Regions from separate parts of the Gossypium hirsutum genome. Here regions 2 and 3 are each linked to region 1. A link is a contact called in public Hi-C data. All regions are on one chromosome and are shown on one strand. Each heading gives the region's core, a stretch centred on a gene start, on an enhancer-like site or on the middle of the called end of the contact. The rest is flanking DNA. Distances are from core to core; before and after follow the strand shown. Region 1 holds the start of LOC107892532. Region 2 holds the start of LOC107939996 (high mobility group B protein 3). Region 3 holds the start of LOC107939995 (probable protein phosphatase 2C 27).

Evidence for each region. A called contact is a pair of places that touch in the nucleus more often than the background predicts.
Region 2: a contact with region 1 is called in a Hi-C map of leaf, with 3 times the contacts expected there. The contact joins the promoter of LOC107939996 here to the promoter of LOC107892532 in region 1. A contact is called at or near these places in 7 of 34 Hi-C or Micro-C datasets (callus, hypocotyl, leaf and 1 more).
Region 3: a Hi-C map of leaf shows a contact between it and region 1, with 3 times the contacts expected there. The contact joins the promoter of LOC107939995 here to the promoter of LOC107892532 in region 1. A contact is called at or near these places in 15 of 34 Hi-C or Micro-C datasets (callus, hypocotyl, leaf and 1 more).

Annotation. Positions count from the first base shown.
Region 1 is chrA02:33,867,620-33,871,097 of Gossypium_hirsutum_v2.1, forward strand. LOC107892532 reads right to left here and starts at 1,735. Exons shown (of 5, transcript XM_016817605.2): 1 at 1,471-1,735; 2 at 486-609; 3 at 17-113. The coding sequence starts at 1,534.
Region 2 is chrA02:33,676,646-33,680,123 of Gossypium_hirsutum_v2.1, forward strand. It overlaps LOC107939996 (high mobility group B protein 3), which reads right to left and starts at 1,800. Exons shown (of 8, transcript XM_016873406.2): 1 at 1,497-1,800; 2 at 1,361-1,410; 3 at 1,133-1,240; 4 at 845-902; 5 at 701-745; 6 at 531-611; 7 at 361-453; 8 at 80-268. The coding sequence starts at 1,401. The coding sequence ends at 251.
Region 3 is chrA02:33,694,480-33,697,957 of Gossypium_hirsutum_v2.1, forward strand. It overlaps LOC107939995 (probable protein phosphatase 2C 27), which reads right to left and starts at 1,976. Exons shown (of 4, transcript XM_016873405.2): 1 at 844-1,976; 2 at 461-655. The coding sequence starts at 1,035.

The DNA.
Region 1 (3,478 bases), core at 485-2,984:
GCAATGCTAATATCACCTGGGGAGCAAATACACATCCAAGTGCACCAACCACAAGTCCTCCCAAAATAAAACCTCCAACAAAGATGCTTGCACTGCTTGGTCTTTCACCATCACTAAGGACACAAGAAGAGAGACTCCCACTGAGTATTTCTATAATATTAATGTCCACAACAGAACATCCAAAAACAACATAACAAACTTAAGGTATGTTACTCAAGACTTAGATATGAACGTCTGTTACATGTATGTCTTTGACATGGGTATATTCAAAATTTTCTAAGTATTTGGATGGTCTTTGGAGTGTCATCTCTCCATATCCAATCCAAATGTGTCTGAAACATACACTTGAAGAAAAATAAAAAGTTAGACCAACATAGAACTTAAGTATTTAGTTGATAATGCTTTCATTAGTAGGTGCCAGTTACAGGACTACTTGTACGTACTATTATGCATTCTTGTGCTCCGAACGTGATCAGTGATGATACCTGTAGGAAGCTTGAACTGTTACTACTGGCCTTCTAGAGGAAGAAAGATGCAGTTTTCCTAAGCCATTAGAATTGAATGACGAGTTTGTGGGACTAGCACCCCCTGCTGTCTTTAAATGTGAGCCTAAACACACACACAAAAAAAAGTAAGGAACAAAACAATGATACAGCTTTGGTGTAGACATATAATAGAAAATAGAATTAATATTAGTTTAGTTTTGCGTTTGTATAAAGAGCAAAGACAACCAATTTTCTGATTTCAAAGAATGGACATGAACATGATGACGATAATGATGATATAATCTAAAAATCTGAATCAACACTAAAACCCAGATTCTTGTTGTAAAAGATCTGAACGGCTGAACTAAAATAAACAAACAATCATGAGCGTCATGTCAAACAATCAATTCCAACCAAGCTATTACCTTTAGCGAATCCAATCGTTATCTTTCATCTTTAGCTTATAGCATTTGCAGTCGGTTATTGCCCCAGGGTTTAAGGGTACACCAAGTCAAATATTTTACAAGTATGCTAACATATTTAAAGAATGAATAAGGCCTATTGTAATTATTCTACTACCCTCCCACAGCTTCAATATTGAAAATTTAATCAAAGTCCACAAATACAGCGATGATGGATCATATTCCTTCAAAATTTTTTTCTGCATTACTATCTTATTTCACTGAATAAAAAATAAAAAATAACAAGTACAGTTTAGGGAAATCAAAATTAAGCAGGGTCTTGAACCCAAAAAAAATCATGGAAATGACTAGTGTAGAACTAAATGCAGCTAAAAGTTTTCAGCTAGTGCAATAAATCCGACGGCCTAAGCAAGAAAGAAGAGGAGAGTATTAATTTATTATGCATTAGAACTTAGAAGTTGAATTATATTCCATTTAAAATAAAGTTGATTAGAACGAATGAACAGAAAAAAAGAAGATCAGAAGGAAAAAAGAAGAGAGATGAAGTAAAGGAATTATATTACCAGAAGAAGATAATTGGAATGGAAGACTTGTGGGTAAAACCAAAGAATTAGAGAGGATAGTCATAATTTAAGAGAGAGAGAGAGAGAGAGAGAGAGAGAGAGAGAAATACAAAGGAAAGGAAGCTGGTGAGAATTGAAAGCAGGGAAGTTGATTTTGACTTTGATAAGCCCTGCGGTGGAAGTTGTTGGGCCAGGCCTAACTTCTTCAATGGCGCCCGTTGTTTACTTATATTTCTGAAATATAGATATTTATCAGTTCTGGGACATCATGAGGGTTTGTGTGCTGGTTCAGAATTTGTAGTCCAATACTCCAATTCTGTCATGCAGTGTTACAAGTTATTTTAATATTAATTTAATAAATATATATATTTAATCGAAAAAATTATAAATTTAATTTAAAATATTTTTAAAAAATTATAAATATTATTATAATATTTTATTTTTTATTTTTATATAAATTAAAAAAATTTAAAACACTAAAAAATAATAGAGGTCAAAGAATCAAACTGGAATTGACGAAAATTTGTATATAAAATCTTTACCCCTCTACCTATAGCTCATTTATTATTAACATTTTTATAAACATATTTTTACATAAAGATTTTACTTTTACACACGTGAGTGTGATATAATCCAACGTTCTAAAATCAAATTAATTCAACTAAAACATGATACAACTCCCATTGTATGCTTGCAAATTGATTTTAACCGAGCAAAGTGAATGGCTTTTGGCAGAGAATCCACTTAAAATTGTTAAATCAACCTAGACAATCGATAGTGTACCAACTTGACATATTTATGTGCTTTATTCAATTTGGCGTTGTGCCTTTCTACTGTTTTTCTTTTCTTTTCTTTTTCTATTTTATTTTTTTTCGCTTTATTCAATTATATTTCCTTTGTTATTTTTTTTATTATGAGCAACTAAATCAATTTCTAACCAAAGGTAAACCAAAATTTGGTATTTGAGTTGTGAGATCCGAAATCGTGTTTAACCCTTCTCGTTAAGGTATTTGTTTTTTCTCCAAGTCAAGAGATAGAAAGGATCGTCTCATAGTATTGTTTTTAGCTCTGTGTCAAGAAGGATCCTTTATACAGTGTTGGGAACAATACACAGTTGGTACAATTAATTTGGTGCCGAATTACTTTACCGAAGAACAAGTTGGTGAGGTTCGATTGGTAGTGCAGTTGGGTGACGTCGTGGGATTAAGTGATCTAATTTAAATGATTCACGCGGTTGAGATCGTTAACTAGAGTATGATTCTTCTAGCTTGTAAGGCCGCTGATGGATTAAGTCGTGAAAGCATCTTTTGGGGTTATTCATTCGATAAGGGTTAATCATTGGGTGGTTCCCACGATTATTTACGATTAAGGAAGAATTGGTTGTTGAGGTGTCCTTAATCACTATATATGTAACTGCCCACCCAACGAAGTTCTAGTATTCTGTTACTATTTATAGAGATATGGTATTTGAAGTAAAATTTGAATGAGTAAGGTATTAGTTTTAACTAAGTATAAGACTCTGTGAATGCATCAACTGGCGAATCTTGTGTTTGGCGAGCTCAGTAGTTTGGTAAACTCTCCTGTGGAGTATACGCCACCCCAGTTGTTTAGGCGTTTAAGTTAAGTTCGTAATTTGATAAAATTAGTTATTATTTTTGGGTGTGACGATTTAGTTAGTCTAATGAGAACTAGTTAGAATGGAACTAAGTTACTATAGTTGATAAGACTAAAATTATGGTGGAGTACTTAGTCACGATTATCGAGGGAGGGTTAGTGGGATAATTTGACTTTTCCACTAAACCTTACTTTATAAAGTTAGTAGTGACTTCTATAAAGTTAGTAGTGACTTCTAGGGCAAGTTTCATGTCTTCTTCGCATTTATTTTGCTTCTAGATTTTTCTCTACTCTCACTCTTTCTGAAACTTAAGACCAGAAACCTACTTGAAGTTGGGTTTGCTGTATTTAGCCAACTTATTCGTTCATTTTAGCACCCTGACAACTATTGATG
Region 2 (3,478 bases), core at 550-3,049, 190 kb before region 1:
GTCATACAAAGAGGGACCAAATTCTCTAGAAAAGGATTTACCTATCTTACGCCATTCAACTTCAAATGCAAAATACATGTAGCAACAAATTACCCATCTACAACTATTAATTTCCAAACGTCAAAAGAAACCAACACCATCCAGAGTTACATTTTTGCTTAAATGAAATTTGCATTTAAAAAGCATTAACATAAGATGATCAAACACTATCACAGCCTACTTTGATTATGCTATCCTCCCAGGATTTTTCCTACTCATCATCTTCCTCCTGCATTTATCAAAAAAGAGAAACCCGAATCAATAGGGTCCAAAATAAGCCAGAAGATCAGTGACACAAAACTTATACTAATTGCAACTCACGTCTCCACTGCCTTCATCATCATCTTCTTCTTCATCATTCACCTCAGATACAGACTTCTCAGATTCCTCCTCATCTTCTTGGGGACCCTCAGCCTGGAATTAATCCAAAAAGTTTATTAACTTTTAAATCGTCAAATAATATGTATAAACAAAAGATAACAGCAAATCACCTGTCTCTTATTGTAGGCTTTCATGTTCTTTTCATACTCGACCTTTCGTTTCTCTGCCTTATCAACATAAGGTCGCTTTTCCTAAAATCATTTATTTTACATTAATCATGATGCACATTTGCATGTATGTTGAAGATTATTTTCAGTACTGAACATAGAAAAATACTTACAGCTTCAGAAAGGCTCTTCCATTTATCTCCACCAGCTTTGCCAACCTGAATTTGAATCCAAAAGAGAAATTAAGAAAATAAATAAATAAATAAAAAGGAAAGAAACCTGTAAGAAAATCCAAAAAAGAAAATGGTCATACTTACAGCAGCAACGGACTTGTTTTTAGGGTGCTCCTTCTTGTATTGCTCGCGGAACTCCTCCCTTTTATCACGAAATCAACATTAACAAATTAGATGAAATATGAATGTAAATAGTAATCTCATCCTCGAAGATCAACTTTGCTTTGACAATAAGAAGAATCGTTCAATTCACCTCTTCGATTGTGGTTTTTACGAAGAATATAAACGCCAGAGTTTTCCACGAAGCAAACGGAACAAACCAAAAAATTTAAAGAAAACCGACAAATACAGGAGAGATTCATGAATGATTACATGAAAACGAAGAAGGCGCTAGCAGGCCTCTTTGGCTTGTTTGGATCCTTAGCTGCCTTCCCCGATTTCTTTCCAGCTTTCGTGATTGATTTCTTATTCACGGAGAGCCTACAAACGAACCAAAAAATTTAAAAAAAATATAAGTCAAATAATAGGAAACGTTAATACACATCACGATCTGAGGTCCTAGAACACGCGATCTGAAGAGCCGAAAGGAGAAAAGCTTACTTGGCGCTCTTGGCATCCGACTTGGATTTACCTCCTTTCATGTTTGAATCCTGCAAATGAAATCGCAGATGAGTGAAAAAGCAGATGAAATCGATAGAAAGAAGTGGAAATTCGATAAAAATCGATGGGGAAATACCTGATAGAGGGCTAGGGTTAGAGTTACGGATGAGAGAGGGAGAGAGGAATTGGGGAATAAAAGTGCGATAGAAATAGAGATGTATTGAGAATAGAGGAGGGTTGAGTTGAGAGGCCGAATCTCGAAAGCGGAGATATTAAGTTTTGGGCAAATTGAAATTCAATTGCACGCGAAATGAGAATTGAGGGGGTTTAGGCGGGATTGGGAATTTTCATGCCACGTCATCGATCTGTGTGCTTTTATGTTATTGGCTGTGTCACTCCTAATCTTTTTGGCTTTCCAGATTCTCACCTCTTTCTTTTGTTGTGCTTCCTCTGTGCTTCTTCTCTCTCTCACCTGATTCGTGATTTAATGGGCCCTTCCCCTGATTCTAGCCCAATCCATTTATTTCAGGGCCTCATACATGGACCTTAAAATGGCTCCCCAAGTCCATTTTCAGCTCAACTTTACGCCACACCGCCACTCAAATTACTCTATTCATCCAAGATTAAAAACAAAACTTATACTCATCTACATAATCTTTTAATAGAATCGTAAGGCTACGTTTACTGTTACTAGGGTTGTAAGCTAGGAATCTTTGAATTCCTTCTTCTTTCAATGCTTGTGATTGACTTGTTGGGCAGTGCAAAGAATGGTTTCGAAAAGCAGCACTATAGTGGTATACCTGTCGCTATTTCATGGTAGTCGCATTGTCATAGCGATGTGAAAATATTTCACACTAATATTAGTTAAATTGTTTCTCTTTTCTTCAAAGTCAAAGGCAGCCTAATCAAAAAAATCATCGTATTTGGTATTGCAGTCAACTAAAGTAAACTCAATAGAAACTAATGCTCAATTGTGACTTGTTGACAAGTCAAATATTTTGCAACATACTCAATAACCTTCCTTTTCATATCGAACCACCAATACAAACCTTTCAAATTATGGCACATCTTGTTATCTCCAGGATGTATGGCATAGAAACTACTGGGAGCCTCTTGAAGTATCTCATGCTTCAACTCCTCATCACTAGTCACATAAATCCTCTTTTAGAACATCAAACGACCATCATTATATCGATATCACAGTCATTAGCTCTATTTTCCTCAAATTACCTTCTCATTGCTAACAACTTCACATCAACCAATTGTTTATCTCTAATTTGCTAACAACTTCTAATTTGCTTAACTTGCAATTCAGCCAAAAGACCACCATCATCCACCAACTATAACCGAGCAAACACAGCTCTCAAGTCTACCAATAACTTCTTACTCAAAGCATCAACACCACCATTTGTCTTGCCCAGATAATAATCAATAATATAATCATAATCCTTTAATAGTTCAATCCATCTTCACTATCTCAAGTTCAACTTATTCTGAGTTAAGAGATATTTAGGACTCTTGTAATTAATGTATATATAAAACTTCTTACAATACAGATGGTGTCGTCATATCATTAATGCAAATACTACCATCACCAACTCTAAATCATGAGTTAGATAGTTTCGCTCATGATTTTTCAATTGCCTTGTAGCATATGTCACTACCTTCCCCTCTTGCATCATTATACATCCTAAACCAGTATATGAAGCATCATCGTAAATAATAGTCTTTCCCTTAATTCTGGTTGATTCAAAACAAGAGCCTTTGTTAAAATAACCTTTAATTACTCGAAACTCTCCTGATGCTTCTCATTCCACTCAAATGGTTACCTCTTTACAACAATTTCTTCAACGGAATGGAAATCATGGAAAAACCCTTAACAAAGTGACAATAAAATCCAGCTAAAACCCAAGAAACTATTAACCTCGATAACATTCTTAGGTTCTTTCCACTCCAGGATAGCTTCTATCTTCTTAAGGTTAACTTTAACACCAACCTCAAAATAAGATGACCAAGAAAAATCACTTTTGACAACTAGAAATCACGTTTACTCAACTTTACAGATAACTTCTTTTCTCAGAGAATCTATAGAACAACTCGAAGATGTCTATCATTATC
Region 3 (3,478 bases), core at 726-3,225, 170 kb before region 1:
TTATTTGTACCATTAAAAATTGGCATGCCTGACGGAATAACTAGACAATGAAATGTGGGGTGCCAAGTGTACGTCATGCTGTCGTACAAAAACCAGTTTTTTTACGGTAGAAATAGATGGAATTTTTTATAGAAGGACCAGTTTACTATTTGATCTAACGTACGTAGACTAATTTTCCCTTTTTTGAGTAGAGGACGCAAAATGCAATCTGACTCCTACTACAGGGGCCTCCATGGTACTTTTACCTACTAACCACACAAAGGTAAAATAAGCATAAGCTACATCACTGAGGAAACAAGGTTTTCACTGACTAGCAAGCATACGAGATGGACAAGCGGAAGGAAGTGCATAAATCAGATACTATATAAATTAAACAAAGTTATCTATTTGATACAATAACTAAGATGGTTCACTAAAAGATTAGTCAGGTCATAGATGGTAGATTGTAACATGATCATACCCCATAGAAAGCTCCAGGAGAAGGAAACTCGGCAGTTGTCCCCAAATGTCCGATAAGATCATCTATGCAGATGTGCTCATCCTCCATATACTGTTTGGGTCCTATTTCAGCACAACTTCCTGATCGCAATACCGGCAAAAACTCGTTCTTTTCATCAGAAGATGATTTGTGGACTATAATACCAATATCCAATTCCTGAAGAAAAAATTAAGTGTGTGAAAAATGGGAAAGGAAAGATCATCGAATCTAGCGGCTACATATTAAACTATTGGAGTGAAATTGCTAATATGATGTTATCTTCAGCTACTTCTGAATTAATGATCCAACAGCACATCAAATGAAATCAATTAAAAATCTTGCTCAAGATTAGAGATGAAACATACCAGATTAGCCTCGGCAATCAACTTGGCTGAGCCCATGGAATGGCGCATAACTGAGAGGTGGCGGGGAGGTTTACCAAGGGGGACTCGTTTTACATTATCCAAATTTTCATTGTCCATGTCTGATAAATTATCCTTACTATAACTATCTTCTACGATTTGACATGGAGCTGAAATATCCATATCTGCTGCCATATTCCTTACTCAACCATGGATTAAAGATCTCAACAACCCTCTCTAAAATTCTTGGAGAAATGTCTCAAAACACAACCAAATCCTGAAGCAACTTGTCAGAAATCTTCCAAACAAAGCTTGGAGCCAATCTTAAGTTTATTACCAGACAGATAAAATTACTCAAAGCAATCAAATGCCTCGATGAAATTCCAACCTAAAGGAATCTTATATTTTGTGCATTAGGGTTCCTTGGCAACAATTCAAAAATCTGAGGAAACCAATTCGTTGGGTAAAGATGTAAAAATTCTAAAATATGTAGAACCGGGGTCAACTTCCAGATCAAACTAAACTAACCCAGACGGTATCAGAAAAAGAAAAACTCAAAACTTTATACGATGACTAAGTCTTCAATTACCTCCGAATCAAGCTATCCAACAGCCCATCTAAATTATGGGTTTTTTATAATCACTTGAAGCAATTGACGGAATCTCTCCAAAAAGAACCCCAGATCAGAACTTGATTAATTTACCAATAAATAGATGAAACCAACAACAGTATCACGATATTCATTGAAGGAGAAGAAGAAATGAAGAAGAATTGCACCAATAAAAGAAAGAAACAATAAAGGTCCAACCAAGGATAGGGGAAAACTGTAAAGAAAATAAGAGAAATTCTCACAAATGGTAAATATGACGGTTCTTTGTGTTTTGCCTTTGCGTTTGCCCTTTTTTTTAGTAATTTTTTCTGGGTGGGTTGATCCAAGAGAGAGAGAAAGAGAGAGAGAAGGCAATGGGCGTTGAAAAGAGAGAAACGGGGGAATGGAAAACAAAGGTAAAAACTTGGTGTAGCTGTTGGTTCTTTGTTGCTAATGCTATGTGGTTGGTCACCGGCGATTCCAGGTAATCCGGTGGATCTTCTAAGCTGTCGCGGGCCGAAGATGGCGTTTGCATTGTGGCTTTTAATAATTGGTGGTAACACTTGGTTGACCGGATGGTATTTTTATTTTCGTTAGTTGCGGCCCTAACTTCCTAGCCGTTGGATCTCTCTGTCTTGCTTTCTTATTTCATTTTTTAACGGTTTGAGAGATGGGATGAGAGGTTAGGCTCGTTAACGTCCGTTTAGACAACGTGGCAGATTGTGATTGGAAGGAAGTTTAGAAGCAGTAGAAGTAATACAACTACAACACTTCACTGCATCCATCTCTCTTTCAGTCTAAAATTAAACACTGTTCACTTCTGTCTAAAATAATAACACAAGATACGTGTCTAGCATCATCTCTTATCACCCCTTCATTTAAATCATCAAATTAAATTAATTAAACATTTTTTCATAAAATATTAATATTTTATTAAATTAAGCATTAATGATTATTTCAAGTACAAATTATTTTAAGTTATGATCCTCTACTTTCTTTAAATTTAAAATTAATATTTACATATTTTTAGTATAATCAAAATATCTTTTAGATTTATTTTAAATTGATTCATATTATTCTACTAATAATTGATACCTTTAATTATTTTAATTAAAAATTAATATTAAACTTTTTTCTTTAAAAAATACACATTTCAAATTTGCAAAAAAATAAAAATAAAAAATGATTTCATCATACTTAAAATATTTTTAAGTTTTATAAAACTAAAAAATAAGTCTCCAAAATGCCTTAGACAAATGTTTTTAAGGACCCAAGACCTTTCAAAAATGTTTCTAAGTCTTTCTCATGCACATTTTAGGTTATGTATTAATACTTGTCGGGTAAGTATTGATACCCCCTTATCGAGTATCTAATAACACTATGAATTTCGGAACTGAATCGAATCATCCGGTTGGTTTGAGAATCAGTTGGGATACCAATTTGGAACAAAAGATTAGGTCGATTTATCATTGACTTGATGGTCGAATCAATTTTTTAATATTTTTATAAATTTTTAATGAATTTTAATCGATTCGGTTGGATTAATAGAACTCATGGTTGGTTCGATTTGACCATCGTTGTAACACCTCGAAAATTTTGATATGACATGTGGCATAATTTCAAGTTCAAATAACGAAAAAAATATGAGAAAAATTTATGGAATGACTCAGATAAGAAATTTTATAAAACGCATTGGATATTGGTGATGGAAATATGTGAAAAGAGTTGTAAAAGTGAAAATATGACAAAAAGGACCAAATTGTAAATTTTGACAAGTATGAGGACTTATGTGCAAAATTACCCAAAATGGAAAATATCAATTATTATGGATTATTTTACATGAAATTGATTGGAATGTGGTTTGGTGCAATGAAAATCACTTTTGGGGACTAAAATTGGAAAATTTGAATAATATAGAGATTGAATTGCAATTTTCTCATTTTTATTGGGAAAAGGGCCAAAGTGTAATTTTTACCACTCATAAAGTTATATTAAATATTTATGATGAATTATGAGCTTGAGTTTGGTCTAAGTATCAATTCTGAGAAG